Linked DNA regions of Drosophila melanogaster: region 2 is linked to region 1. A link is a contact called in public Hi-C data. All regions are on one chromosome and are shown on one strand. The core of a region is the stretch at or near the end of the contact, and the rest is flanking DNA. Distances in the headings are between cores, read along the strand shown. Region 1 overlaps myo (myoglianin). Region 2 holds the start of Dyrk3 (Dual-specificity tyrosine phosphorylation-regulated kinase 3).

Region 1 (6,971 bases), core at 2,593-5,092:
TACAGAATCTCTGCGGGTTTTCAAATATTGGTTCTCTATGAGAAATAAATTATTATTATTTAGTGCGCAATTGAATACACAATTTTTTCAAACTATGTGTTTTTGGACAATGAATAATAAATTTAACAAAAGCGGATTGCAAAAGAATAATGTTCGAAACCGTAGGCCCACTGTTACTTCAATATAAAACATTTAATAATATATACTATACATATATTAAAACACACAATTGCCTAGTTTCAAAATAGATTTTGGTTGTACAAGTGTATAAAAATAAAATAAATACCGATAGATAAGTATATATCTACTTATGTACAATTGGTAGGTGTTTAAAAAGTTTGTTATCGCTAAATGTACATAACTTTGTACATACACAGCTTTAAAAATGTACATATGTGCTTATATGCATGCTATTTATTCTGTATGTATGTATAATTTACGTATGTACATACATATGATATATCTCATTTACGTTGTTCTGCTTGTAAAAGGGGAATAATGCACTTTCAGCGATGAACTGAAGTTCAAGAGCACAATAATTTATTATGTTTATAAATGGTTTTAATTGAATACAATAGTGGTCATAAAGAGGACTCATGTGAAACGTTTATGAACGGGCTTTGCATATGTGCATGTACATATGTAGCTTGAACTAACTTTTACGACTGTGTGCACATTAGGGTGGTCATTTTCTGCTGGCGCATCGCGCTTCCAAGGCGGATCAAACAATGCAGATATGATTTTTAATTTTTAAAAATCATTATATCCGGTGCTGCAGGATTTTATACTTCTACTATATTCAAAGTAAGTTTTTTCGTAGCCTGAAACAAGTTTTTGAAGGTTATTATTCCGTTATTCCGAGTTTTAGAATATTCACGAGCACACAAATCAAGTGACGATCGCAGCCTCACCGTGCCGATTTGTGACGAAAAATGGTTTTACAATTGTCAGTGTTTTTTCCTAAGCTTTATAGCCATAGAGCCATTTTTCCCTATGGCAGGTATATAAGTGTATGGTCGTCTGATTTTGATCGATTAAAAACCTAAATTATATATTTTCAAAAAAATGTGCATACTGAAGAAGAACTCTTTTTATTTGAAAACAACGAGTCTATAATTTTTTTCAACAGTTAGCTATATGATATGATCGTCAAAAGTCTATCAATTTAAAACCGAAATATTATATTGTCCAAATTTTGCCAATAATTTTAATATTTTTGAAGTTAGAGATCGTCAGTGGCGTAAGCTATTCAATTTTTTTTTTTTTTTTTTTTTGTATTGACTCGCGAAGGGGAATCATTGACTTCCGTGCTAATGCTTTAATAGGGTTTAAAGGGGTGCGCTCTTCTTTTTTCTCTGCACAGCTGTTTAAGGTATTACCTTGGGAATCCGACTTAATCGAATACAGCAGGGGATTATCTAACAGCTTGTATTTCGCGATTTGATTTTTAAAAAAATTGTAAAATAAGGCCAACAAGAGCCAAGTTGATTGGATGACAAGATCACCAGCCGCTGTCTCCAAAAATAAATAATAATTATTATTTTTATTTTTTCTTATTTTAAAATATATCAAGTATATTTATAAATACAAGTCCTTTTCAGCATTCATCAACGGTTTGATCAAAAATCATGCTGGCCAACTCATGCTGCGGTTGGAGAAAATATAAAACCCATGATCAGCATCATAGAACCCTAAAGAAAAAAACTCGACAGAACACATCAGATACAACAGTTCACATAGAAGTGAACTCCAACGAAATCCAGTTTCCAGGTTCTTACAGATTTAATCTTGACTCAAAAAAAATAAATATCGGGCGAATGAATATTCTTGGACATAAGAGAGGTAATTTCCGTGTAACTCGATATGTCACGGTCACCGTACTCTTAATTTTATCGACTGCAGTCAATGCTTATGCTCAGCCAGAAAATAAAAGCTTCAGTAATTCTTCCAACAACGATAGTCCGGAAATGGTTATGTTGAGTAACGAAACAAACAATAGTGCAAAAGTACTATCAGAAAAAAATGGTTCTTCTTCAATATCGGCGGATGATAAAATAAATGAAAATATGGGAATATTCCAAATGAAAGTACAAAGTAAACCGGGGAAAAAAAGTACCCCTTTAGCAAAGGTATCAGAGCATGGAGATTTATCAAGAGTTCAAAGTGTATCTTTGTATCGCAATACCTTAATAAATATAGAAAGTATGCTACAGCGTCAGTTGCGTGAGAAAGCCAAAGTGGATAGTATAGAATCGATTAAAATGCACATACTTATGCGCTTGAATTTAAAAAAACTTCCCAATATAACAAAACCAATTTCAGTACCACAAAATATAATAGATAACTTTTATAGAGATTATAATGCATCTTCAAAAACTACTGTTTGGAATCGCATGGAAAGCATTGACGAATCTCATTTGTCTATAAATGACACTTATGGCGACCACATAATGACTGATTTTTTTGATGAAAGTTCATCCTCCCAAATGCAGGGAGATGATGCTAACACTGTTAATGAATTTCTGATAGATTTGAATAAAAATCAAGCTAAAAAGTCGGACATTCCTATTAATACCAACGATGAGGAGTACGAGAGTATTTTGTCTCACATCAGCAGTATATACATATTTCCCGAGGGTAAGTAAACAGCATTCTTAAAGTAGATATAGATATAGGAAGATATTGAATAAGAGAAGATATTATATATAAGAGTAGGTATAGATAAAGGGAGGAAAAGACAAGGAGAGCTTAAGAGAAGTAAAAAGCATATATAACGTCACTAAAATCTGTGTAAATATATTTCTAGACTTTTTGTAAGTAAGAAGCATAATCATTTATCTTATATTTATATCTTTTTTGGGCCCGATTTGGTTATAGGTTTAGATTTCGAACTTTTTTCCTTTAATAAGAGAAAGCAAGCAAAAATACATATGACTTCTTCTCTATCTTTAGAAATTGTTTTCCCAAAATTCATTGGCGTAGTGTATTTTCAAAAAAGAATCGACACATTTCCTAAAATCTTGACGAGGTAAAAGACAAGTGGCATTGACCCCTTTAACATACAAAAAATGAACTGTTTACAACAAACATTAATCAATACCCAATTTTTGCTTTTAAGAAATCAAATTTCAATGAAAAAATTAATAATTTTCGTTTATATTTTCGTTCTTTTAGAAATTCAACCTCATGTTCGGCACAATCGCAAGGTCGATGTTTTTCGGTTTCAAATTGACAGTAGCTACTCAGACTTGTCTTACGCTACCCTTCATCTATATTTACGTGGTTGGGATTGGATAAGTGCTCATCAACCTGGACTTCTTGAAGAAATTAAAAAACAGCCACGTAAAGATATTGTTGTGACTATTCACCGCGCTATTAGGGTTGCAAATACAACAAGCTTTAATCCTAAAGTCAAAATGTTTGAGTTTCGACATAGTATTCCGTCAGGACTTGGACAATGGGTTGCTGTGGACTTAAAGTCTCTGCTTGGTAATCTTGGGTCTAATATGACGCAAGAAATTCTAATAAAGGGCGCAGAAACCTGGATGAAGTCATTAGTGGTGACCACAGACAACACATCGAAAAATCCATTGGTTAGAAGCCATTTATAATGAAGTTGAATACACTTACTCTACTAAATATATTTTTAATATTTCAGACTGTTCACATAGAAATTGGGTCGCAAAAAAAGCATCGAAGAAAGCGCAGCGTATATATGGACTGCACAGAAAATGATCATGACATGCGCTGTTGTCGATATCCCCTCAAAGTTAATTTCACCAGCTTTGGATGGCATTTCGTTGTAGCACCAACGTCCTTTGACGCATACTTCTGCAGTGGTGACTGCAAAGTTGGTTACCTAGAGCAATATCCCCATACACATTTAGCAGCCTTAACGACATCGGCCACACCGTGTTGCTCGCCGACAAAAATGAGTTCCTTAAGTTTGTTATATTTTGACGATAACCATAATCTGGTTTTAAGTGTTATACCAAATATGTCTGTCGAGGGTTGCAGCTGTTCTTAGCGAACAAAATTCGAAAGTGTTCTTTGAAAATAGAACTAATACATATGCTATGTAAATAAATTAACGCAAAGGAATATGGATCTGTTTGAGAAGGCTAGTTTAAAGTACAATTCCCAAATTTGATATAAAATTTACATTTTTAAAATGTAAAATAGGTCAGATTGCATGCTGATGATTCCCAAATTAATAAATAGATCGCAATTAAAAACAGTAAAAAATTAAAAAATATTTAAAAATGAATTCCTACATTACCGTATAAGATAAGTATAGAGCGAAACAATATATTTTAAACTGTGCATTACGAATTACAAATGAAAAGCAAACAAAAAATAATCGTTTTAAATAAAATGATTGTATGACGCATAAAGAAATACACGGTTAAAATAAACTAAGTACCTTAAGTTTTGATAAAAATTGAGTGAATAACAAATGGCACCGTCAGACAAATATAGTCTGAACGGAGGCTACATGTGGATCATTTACGGTTGTGTGATTACCTAATTTGAATACACAGCTAAATGTATAAAGGTGTTCATATCCCGTGCATCGTGAGCATATAGAATATTTTACAGTGAACGGCTTTGTGCGTGTGCAAACGAGACTTCCATATGCTGTTCTTTTCAAGACAAGTAAGGATTTGTATGAATAATGTTGATTAGAACAAAGGCTAACCTTACGTTTCGCAAAGCACACAGAACTTATTTCATAATAATTAAAAGTTAAATAACGTGCCAGAGAAATATAGATATACAAGTAGCAATGCAGCGCAGTGGCGTTACAGCGCTCACTTTCTCTATCTCCATCTACATAGTGTTAAAAAAAAATATGCTAGAATTGGTTAGTTTTGAAACTTATTCCGATTAGTTCCTACGATATAAGCTCGAATGCTTGGTTGAGTGCCAAAAAGAACTTATTTTTCTTATGCGTTATTTTCGAATCTTCTATTAACACTACTTGTCGCAGGATTGGCTTCTAAACGTTTGCAAGAGTACTTAGGAGTTGTCAATAATAATAATTTTGACAAGTGCTCCAACATTAGCTGATGATAGGTAAGCACTTAAAGGGGATAGTCGTGAGATGATTGTGTGACATTCCGAATATAGAGTGGGTGAAGATAAAAACTCTTGAAAAAAATTACGGCATTTTGCCAAAAACTTAGGCTCGCTAAGGAGTACCATCGCCAAGGAGTCATACGATCTTATCTGGATTACACGTCTAAAGCGTTCTCTTGTTTTTTTTTTTTTAATAGAATATGGGTTTCGATATACCTAAGCTTTCGGTATAAACTCATAATGTCAACCCCCCCCCCCCCCCCCTTTTACTAATAAGCCAACCAATTTATTTATTTCCGAAAAATTTATTATATAACCATTTAGTGATACATTAGTATATAAGTTGATATACTTATATTTCCATAAATATTTCTCATATAAATTTAGGGCTCTCGGTTCTTAAGTTGGCCCTTTAATGTGAATACTAATCAGTAAAATGGGAATGCCGATCTAAGTCGATATATGAAATGTACTTTAAGATATATTACTTTTTGTCGAACACAATACGGATATTTTCATATTGTTAATATTTTGTTTTTTGTTGTTTAATGTTTGTTATTGGGCGCTTACTTCTCTTTTAATTACTTTTGTATTATACTTATAATTATAAATTTTAAATTAGGTGAACGTATTTATATTTTACATCTATATTAATTCTTATTGTTGTTTTGCATAAATTATTTGTTTTTGTTTCCCAATTGAAGTGATACCTCGTTTGAATTAGTAAAACATTCGTTGTAAATGTATTAGCCGCCAATTATAAGTTAAATGCAAGTCCTTACAAACTGTGTACAAAAATATTTACTACTCTTTTTGTTTGTACGTATTACAAATTATATTTTTTGAAGACTATTCAATCTTTTATTTGAGCGTAGCACAATAGAATTTATTGCAGAACCAAACGGTCGAATTAAATATGCCACCAAGATGTTAAACTTGGTAAAAATAAATTAAATAGACATTCTTTACGTCTTTATTGGAATTAACATTTTATTGTTGCACAATTTTTTGCGCTATTCTAAAATAAAAGATAAAATGAAATTTAATTTGTAACAAAATATGTAAGCAACATTTTCAGGTAAAAACATTTAAAATATTGACTATAAATTGCAATTGTGAAGATATTATATTTTATAATTTTTCAGAAATAAAAATGTCTCAATTGCCGAAGTCCGTAATTTAATCTGAACTCGACTGTTGGGGTATCCATATTTTCTATCATTAATTTTCCATGAATTTATTTTCAATGTTATATGGGAGCTTTTTTCATCAAACAATAATTATGGTTCAAGTTTGTTATAAGCACCATAGATACCGTTTTATTTAAAAAAAACGTAAGTAATGGAATTTTACAGATTAATATGTTCTATTTATTTTATTTAGATATACTTATTCTTTGTCATATGAATGAGAACGCATTAAATACCTTACAACACTATGCTATCTTACGAAGAATATTATTTAGGGCTAAGCAATGCGTATATATAATTATATAGTATGTATGTATAAATGCACAATATATTTTTAAAAAATTTGTTTATGAAATTAAATTTTTCTAGTTATATCTCATTAATAATGTAAGAGGTTTATTTTGTGCGATAAATAAATTATTTAGTCTCACTCGTTGAAATTTTGACCTTAAAAATTTAATGTTAAAATTTTATACATTTAAATATATATAAGCCAGCCTCTATTACAAATTTTCGATTGATTCATTTAACCTTGAAGCACAGTACACAATTTTAAAACACAGGTATAACATAAATTCTAATATTAAAAATTGAATTCGAACCGAACCGAAATACGTTGGGTTTTATAACATTCCACGCAACTCACATTGTATTATAAATATTAAATATGATTGACTATAATATATAAGTCTTTTTATTCAC
Region 2 (6,971 bases), core at 1,739-4,238, 540 kb before region 1:
CTCACTTGGACAAACAAAATAACTAAATATTTCGTGCCCTTTACCCTCCCATAAGAATAAAATGTATTTTAAAATAAAAAAATAATAAAAAGTAAAAAAAAATTGGGCATTAATTAAAACACGAACACAATGTACAGAAATTGTTGTTGCAATGTGTTTGAAAATAATGCGTTGTATGAACATTACCAACCTCGGAATACCATTACTGGGAACTTCAAGATTTCCGGTATCAGCTCGGTTGCCACATATTTGCTCAATTTTGTTAGAGGTTGATCCTAAAGCTGCTACACTAATGTTCCCAACATCGTTGCGGTTACAAATAGAACTTATATTAGATTGTCTTTGATTTCCGATCAAATCTGTATTAGAGCCAGATACAGGAATGTTTGATCCTACGACGGATCCTGCAGATCCTCCAATTATAGAAACGGCACTTGTTCCTTTGGTCGTATTTGTAAGACGTCCTTTTGATGAAACGTTAGGAACAGCGTCATCTTCTCCTTCTTCCTCACTTGAACTAGGATCAATCATGGTAAAAAAATAAGCGGAACGCGATTACTTGTTTTTTAATCCTAAAAATAAAAGAATTCAAAATCATATTAAAAGACGAAATTTGTATACCCTCGTAACATTTTTAATAGTCTTGTAAATTTCTATCGATTTGCAAAACAAAATTTTTGCCACGCCAGCAACCCCCTAAAACTGCTACGCCCACACTTTTAAACGATTTTTCGAAATTTTTCATCATTTTATTGGCCTTGTAAATTTCTATCGATTTGACTTGCATTATCCATCAATGGTTCCTGTTGACGTACGTCAGTCACTTGAAATCATGGTATTTGATGACTTTCATAGCATTATGTGTAGTGTATAATGTTGCACAAATTACCCAGTTTAATTCACATTATCGATGTAGTTACCTTTTTTACTATTTTTTTTATAATGCACATCACCAGTTTTCATTGAGTTTTTTAACTGGCAGCTCTCGGCGGTTTGTGGGCGTGGCAACATTGGTCAATAAACTAGCGCTAATTCTATGTCTAGAATCTGTATACTTAATCTGGCAAATCGATAAAAATTTACAAGAGTAATAAAAATATGAAAAAATATCAAACCATTTTTGTGGGCGTTAGATTGGGCGTGGAAACATGAGTATGATATTACTATTACATTATTACATTGTTATTATTGTACTGATTAAAACAACGATAACTTTAGCTTGTTTCTTTTACTTATTGAAATTATACTTATAAATCGTTTGTTTACATTTATAATACGCTATTTGATGGGGAATTTAAAAAAAAGGTGAATGTATGCCTTATAACTTAGAACAAAAATAACCATAGTTGATGGGTTTTCAAACGAATTCTTATTTTCGCTAAGTTAAAAAAACCTTTTATTTTTATTTGTAACACACCACCATCTGAAATATGTATATATTTGTTCACCACCACCCTTAAGGGTTGAAGAATAGAGCAATTTCTTTGGGAAGGTTAATTGCTTCAAATACCTTAAATATTAGATTTATGCTTGTCGTTCGGTAATGTATGGTGCTTATAATATAGCTTTAAATTATGAACAAACTTTATCACTATTTATATGAATTCGAGTTACACGATAACAAAACTTTGAATTCATTTACTATGTGAATGACAAACGAAATTCATAGTATAATTATTGACAAAAATATAAGTTTTTTATGTATTTTCAAGGCGACATCAGGTTTATTTCACAAATTATCTACTTCTATTTATACAGTTCTCTATTTTCACATATGAATAAATGGATTTCCGTTTGAAGAATAGTTAAGTTGGAGAAGCAAAAAAAATCGATGGAACTATCGATAACTTCGATGGTGGTAACCTTAGCACTCCCGTTACAACTACTGTTTTCGACGATTTGGTTGATGATTTGCAGAAGTTTCTGATTTTCAATAATTTAAGTAAAGCAGGACTGTCTGAAACACAATTAGATTTAAATTATGCCTAAATTTTGTAGTTGAAGGGATTCTTAAAATACTTTTTATTTTGGTTAAGATGAATTTCTTAATAACTATTTGATAAACGTTTTGGAAATTATATCTACCTTAGTTTATTTAGTTCAAAGAAATGGAATATTTTTTACAGATCAATAGAAACTGTCAAGACAAATAAAAACGTGGTGGAACTCCATAGTCAACTCGTTACTTATATAAAAATTAAAACAGAAAACAGTTAAATCTTTAAAAAATTAATCTGAGTCAAAAGTTAGTTTCTGGACTATATGCATTGCATTTGACTGTTTTACTGCCCGCCATGCTTGACAAAATAGCATTCGAGTCATAAAACACTATAAACAATGAGCACAAAACATTGATACTAGGACATTAGAGACTTGCCTTGATTTAACTTATACATATTTGTTGGCAAATCGATAGAAATATTCACAACAAATAATGATTTGATAAATATTAAGTAAAGTATTTGTCCTAAAACAACAGCTCTTTCGCCCATTCGTAAAAATTAACCCTAATGACATAATGATCATTATAAGCGAATAACAACGCTTTCTTAGGGCCATGCATGAATGATCTAAACTAAAAAAATGTTATACGACCTTTTTAAAATCATAATAGTAAAATGGGAAAACAGGAATAAATATTCCCATGAATTATATATGTATGTTACAATACCACACGTGTTCTTACGATTTGACTCGCATTATATGGGCAAACGATTGCCCTGCAAATTATATATAAAGTCGATTTCCGCTCGAAAACGGTCCGGTGGACTAAGTATTGATTTATTCAATTTTCGTCACAAACTTTGATATTAGAGCTGTTGTATGCTAAGTGGTTCCTATGTTTGAGTTGCGAAACAAGTTCTAAAGAACTTTATTCTGGACCACCGAAGTCATTTTATATGGTACTCCGTTGATTATGGTTATAAAACGTGCTTCAAACGCTATTGTGAGTACATGTGAGCCAGGTGGCATGTTAAAACTGTTTTAACACGGTCACACTGTTCTTCTCTTTGTTCGGGTCGCTTTGAAAATTGTGTATTCAAATGAAATTGTACGATAAACAAATATCTGGTTTTACCTATTTGTAAAGTATACAATACAAATCATTGCAATACATCAAATATTATAGCTCTCGGTTAATGTTTAATCAAACTGTTCTGATACAGTCTTCATCGATGTGCAATATTTGTACATATATGTATGTATGTACATGGACATAAACTCAATTAAGTGTTGACAATATACTTATTAAGGTATTATTATATTTAATTAATTAAAGGTATAGCAATACAAAAATAATAAATTTAAGCACAAGTGCCGAAGTTTATAACCTCAATATATATTACTATTTATTTTGGCTGTGCCTTTCAACTGTTCGTTATGTATATGCAGATGTAAGTACATATATACAAACTATTTACACAAATAAAAAGTATTTAGAAAAAACCAAGATCGGAAAGTTAAAAAACAAAATCAATTTTGATACGATAATAGGATATTTTTTTAAAGTAGAGTGCATTGCCGACTAAAATGTATATTAAGGCACACAATCGTTATTAAACCAAATATTTCTTATTCCAGTTGCGGCAAACTAGTTTAATGAAAACTGTGTTGTTATAAAACACATTAAATAATTCTGTATCCTGGGAACACCCGAAATGTAATAAACTAATTTATAACAATCTACATAAAATCGGATTTAATAACTACCATAAACAAGCGCACTATGGTCGGTTCTCAAGAAAAAAAAAACAATCATATCGAATTATCTGAAACACCCGCAACAGACAAAAATAATTTAAACACAACTCATCTGGAAAACACACAACTCTCAAAAGCACTTTCACCTCCTACATCACTACCTCAGATACAAATTCAGATGATTAACCAAAATTTAACACATACTGGTATCGCTCAAAATAATACTGAAAAAGCCAACCGTCATCAATACCGGGACAGTGGATTACAATATTTAACCCGATGCTTTGAACCATTGGCAATGCTCAATGATAGTAAAGAAGACTTTCCCACGCAGCCATCAAATAATATTGCCAATTACCCTGGAGATATTCAAATTTTACCCATTTTCGATTGCTGCGAAATTTCAGAGTCTATTCAAGGTAAAAAATTTTTTGTCACTAATAAGTATTTAAATGATCCTTTTAATTAAATTAAAAATTATAGCAATATCGTTGCCTAATGTAACATCTCCATCAAAGACAAAAGATGTTCCTGGGTTGTTTTTGCGTACGATTTCGGAAAATTCGAAATCAAAGTCGGAACCCGAATGTGAATCGCTAATTTCAGTCAAAGAATCTTCTGTAATGGAAAACCACACCTTTTTATTTCACGAACAAATTATTATGTCTGGCCAACAAAAATGTGAATTACACGAGAAACCGAAGGTTCTGGTAGTTTCCCCACAACAAGTAATGATTTTATATATGAATAAACTAACTCCATACGAGCGAACAGAAATACTAACTTATCCGCAGATATATTTTATTGGCGCCAACGCTAAGAAGCGCCCAGGAGTCTATGGCCCAAATAATTCTGAATACGACAATGAACAAGGCGCTTACATTCATGTACCGCATGATCACGTAGCATATCGGTATGAAATGCTAAAGATAATCGGAAAAGGTAGCTTTGGACAGGTCATTAAAGCGTATGATCATAAAACTCACGAACATGTTGCCTTAAAAATAGTGCGCAATGAAAAGCGGTTTCACCGCCAGGCCCAAGAGGAAATTCGCATTCTTCATCATTTACGCCGTCACGATAAATATAATACTATGAACATCATACACATGTTTGATTACTTTACTTTCCGCAATCATACATGCATTACATTTGAGCTGCTCAGCATAAATCTTTACGAATTAATTAAGAAAAATGGATTTAAAGGCTTCAGTTTGCAGCTGGTGCGAAAGTTTGCACACTCTTTGCTACAATGTTTGGATGCACTATATAAAAATGATATTATTCATTGCGATATGAAACCAGAAAATGTGCTACTCAAGCAACAAGGACGTTCTGGTATAAAGGTAAGTACGTCGCTTAAAAATGACGGAACTTAGTAAAGTATACAGGATCGATTATATATATGACACTTACTCGAAGATAAAGGGATAGAAGGATAATAAAATAAAAGCTAGGATATAGCCATGACCGCCCGTATAAGGGTCCCGAGCGCGCGATACTCGTTAAGTAAAGTGTATACTAGATTGTTGAAAAGTATAAAGTATATTCTTGATCAGGATCAATAGGTGAATAGATCTGGCCATGAACTTCTCGATCTCAGGAACTATAAAAGCTAGATGGTTGAGATTAAGCATACAGATTCGAGAGACATATACGCAGAGCAAGTTTGTTGACCCTTGCTGCCAAGGTCACTCTAACGCCCAAAACTTCCACGCCCACTCTTTTGAAAAATGTTTTGATATTTCTTCGTTTTATTTTGTTTGACTTGCCAATTCTTATCTGTATACCAAAAACACCTTGGCCACGCCAACTACAAATACAAAACGCCAGAAACGGTCATGACCACACTATTAAACAATTTTTAAATTAAATATCTATCGATAACCCGAAAAAATTATGAAATTTCACGTTTACATTCCCACTAGCTGAGTGACGGGTGTCTGATAGTCGGGGAACTCGAATATACATATATACATTCTCTCTTGTTTAATCCTAGCTTCAATCTCTTTTTCCATTATACCATCCGACGATGGAAGCTAGCTTCAGGTTAGTCGTTTGCAACCCCGAGAAAAACATTACAACACGCGTTTGGCCACTTAAGCCAGCGTACTTAAAGTGTTCAATTATTTTACATAGCCAAGAATTATTTTTTTACTTGCCCGGCCTTTGTTAAATTACGGCTTTTGTGTTGGAAACAGACAACATTTGTGTGTCTATAAGTATTTTAATTCGAACAAGTGTACAAAGTAAACTATACATATTCCCAAACTTGCAAAGCGAGCAGGTAAAAGTACCTCAAAAGAGCAGTTTGCACTCTTTAAGATTTCGAAAAGCAGGGATAGAGAATATTGACATTTATCTGGACTTAATACGTAAAACAATAAGATTTTCTTGCTTACATTTTCCATTCCTTTTCCGACTTCCTATGGCAGTGTAATAATTGCCAATTTGTATTTGGGTAGGAATTATAATTTTATATCTTCTGTTTATTTAAAGGTAATTGACTTTGGGTCGTCATGCTTCGAGAACCAGCGTATATACACATATATCCAGTCTCGTTTTTATCGCGCTCCAGAGGTAATTTTGGGGGGAAAATATGGCAGAGCTATCGACATGTGGTCGTTGGGTTGTATTTTAGCAGAGCTGCTTTCAGGCCATGCATTGTTTCCTGGTGAAAACGAAAGCGATCAGTTGGCTTGCATCATTGAAGTTTTAGGAATGCCCAATAAAAATATACTAGCCAGCTCGAAGAGGTCAAAATCGTTTTTCAGTCCAAAGGGGTATCCTCGATATTGTACGGTTCGAACGATGTCTGATGGAATGGTGGTCCTAATCGGCGGACAGTCACGTCGTGGAAAACAAAGGGGCCCGCCATGCTCAAAAAGTCTATCTAAGGCGCTGGATGGATGCAAAGATCCACTCTTTCTTAATTTTATACGTGGTTGCCTTGAATGGGATGCAGACAAGCGATTAACACCTTCCGAGGCTTTAAAACATCCATGGCTTCGCCGTCGCTTACCGAGACCACCAAGTAGCTCAAGTGGCTGTGGTGGGGTGAGTGGATTATGTTCTAGTAGGAACGAATCCCCAGTTACAGGTAAACTCGATTTATAATGTAATACGGTTTGTTTAACGAATGTTGTTTACAGGGCAGAATAGGAACTTCGCAGCAGAGACAACTGCATCATCGACGTCTGCTACATCTATATCTTTAACGATTAAAAGGGAAAATAGCCATTCCAGTCTTCGTCTTCACCATGGTGCTG

What was found. Hi-C and Micro-C count contacts between places; a contact is called where the count stands out from the background.
Region 2: a Hi-C map of the Kc167 cell line shows a contact between it and region 1, with 2.2 times the contacts expected there. The contact joins the promoter of Dyrk3 here to the enhancer-like site in region 1. A contact is called at or near these places in 3 of 107 Hi-C or Micro-C datasets (the Kc167 cell line, embryo and eye imaginal disc).

The regions. Positions count from the first base shown.
Region 1 is chr4:689,047-696,017 of dm6, reverse strand. It overlaps myo (myoglianin), which reads left to right. Exons shown (of 5, transcript NM_166788.2): 1 at 1-321; 2 at 681-804; 3 at 1,602-2,637; 4 at 3,175-3,593; 5 at 3,659-5,332. The coding sequence starts at 1,629. The coding sequence ends at 4,027. CG11360 reads right to left here. Exons shown (of 4, transcript NM_001272139.1): 4 at 5,368-6,971. Among named protein-coding and RNA genes, the nearest start is that of myo, 3.5 kb to the left of the region's middle. Within about 2 kb of position 3,842, at least 4 of the 39 cell types and tissues checked have an H3K27ac peak or open chromatin away from gene starts, as enhancers often do. A contact at or near this core is called in the Kc167 cell line, where this site is marked.
Region 2 is chr4:1,226,730-1,233,700 of dm6, reverse strand. It overlaps Dyrk3 (Dual-specificity tyrosine phosphorylation-regulated kinase 3), which reads left to right and starts at 2,988. Exons shown (of 7, transcript NM_001038725.2): 1 at 2,988-3,203; 2 at 3,281-3,395; 3 at 3,583-4,121; 4 at 4,186-5,048; 5 at 6,202-6,802; 6 at 6,855-6,971. The coding sequence starts at 3,728. It overlaps Cadps (Calcium-dependent secretion activator), which reads right to left and starts at 2,864. Exons shown (of 23, transcript NM_001031858.2): 1 at 2,687-2,864; 2 at 191-572. The coding sequence starts at 531.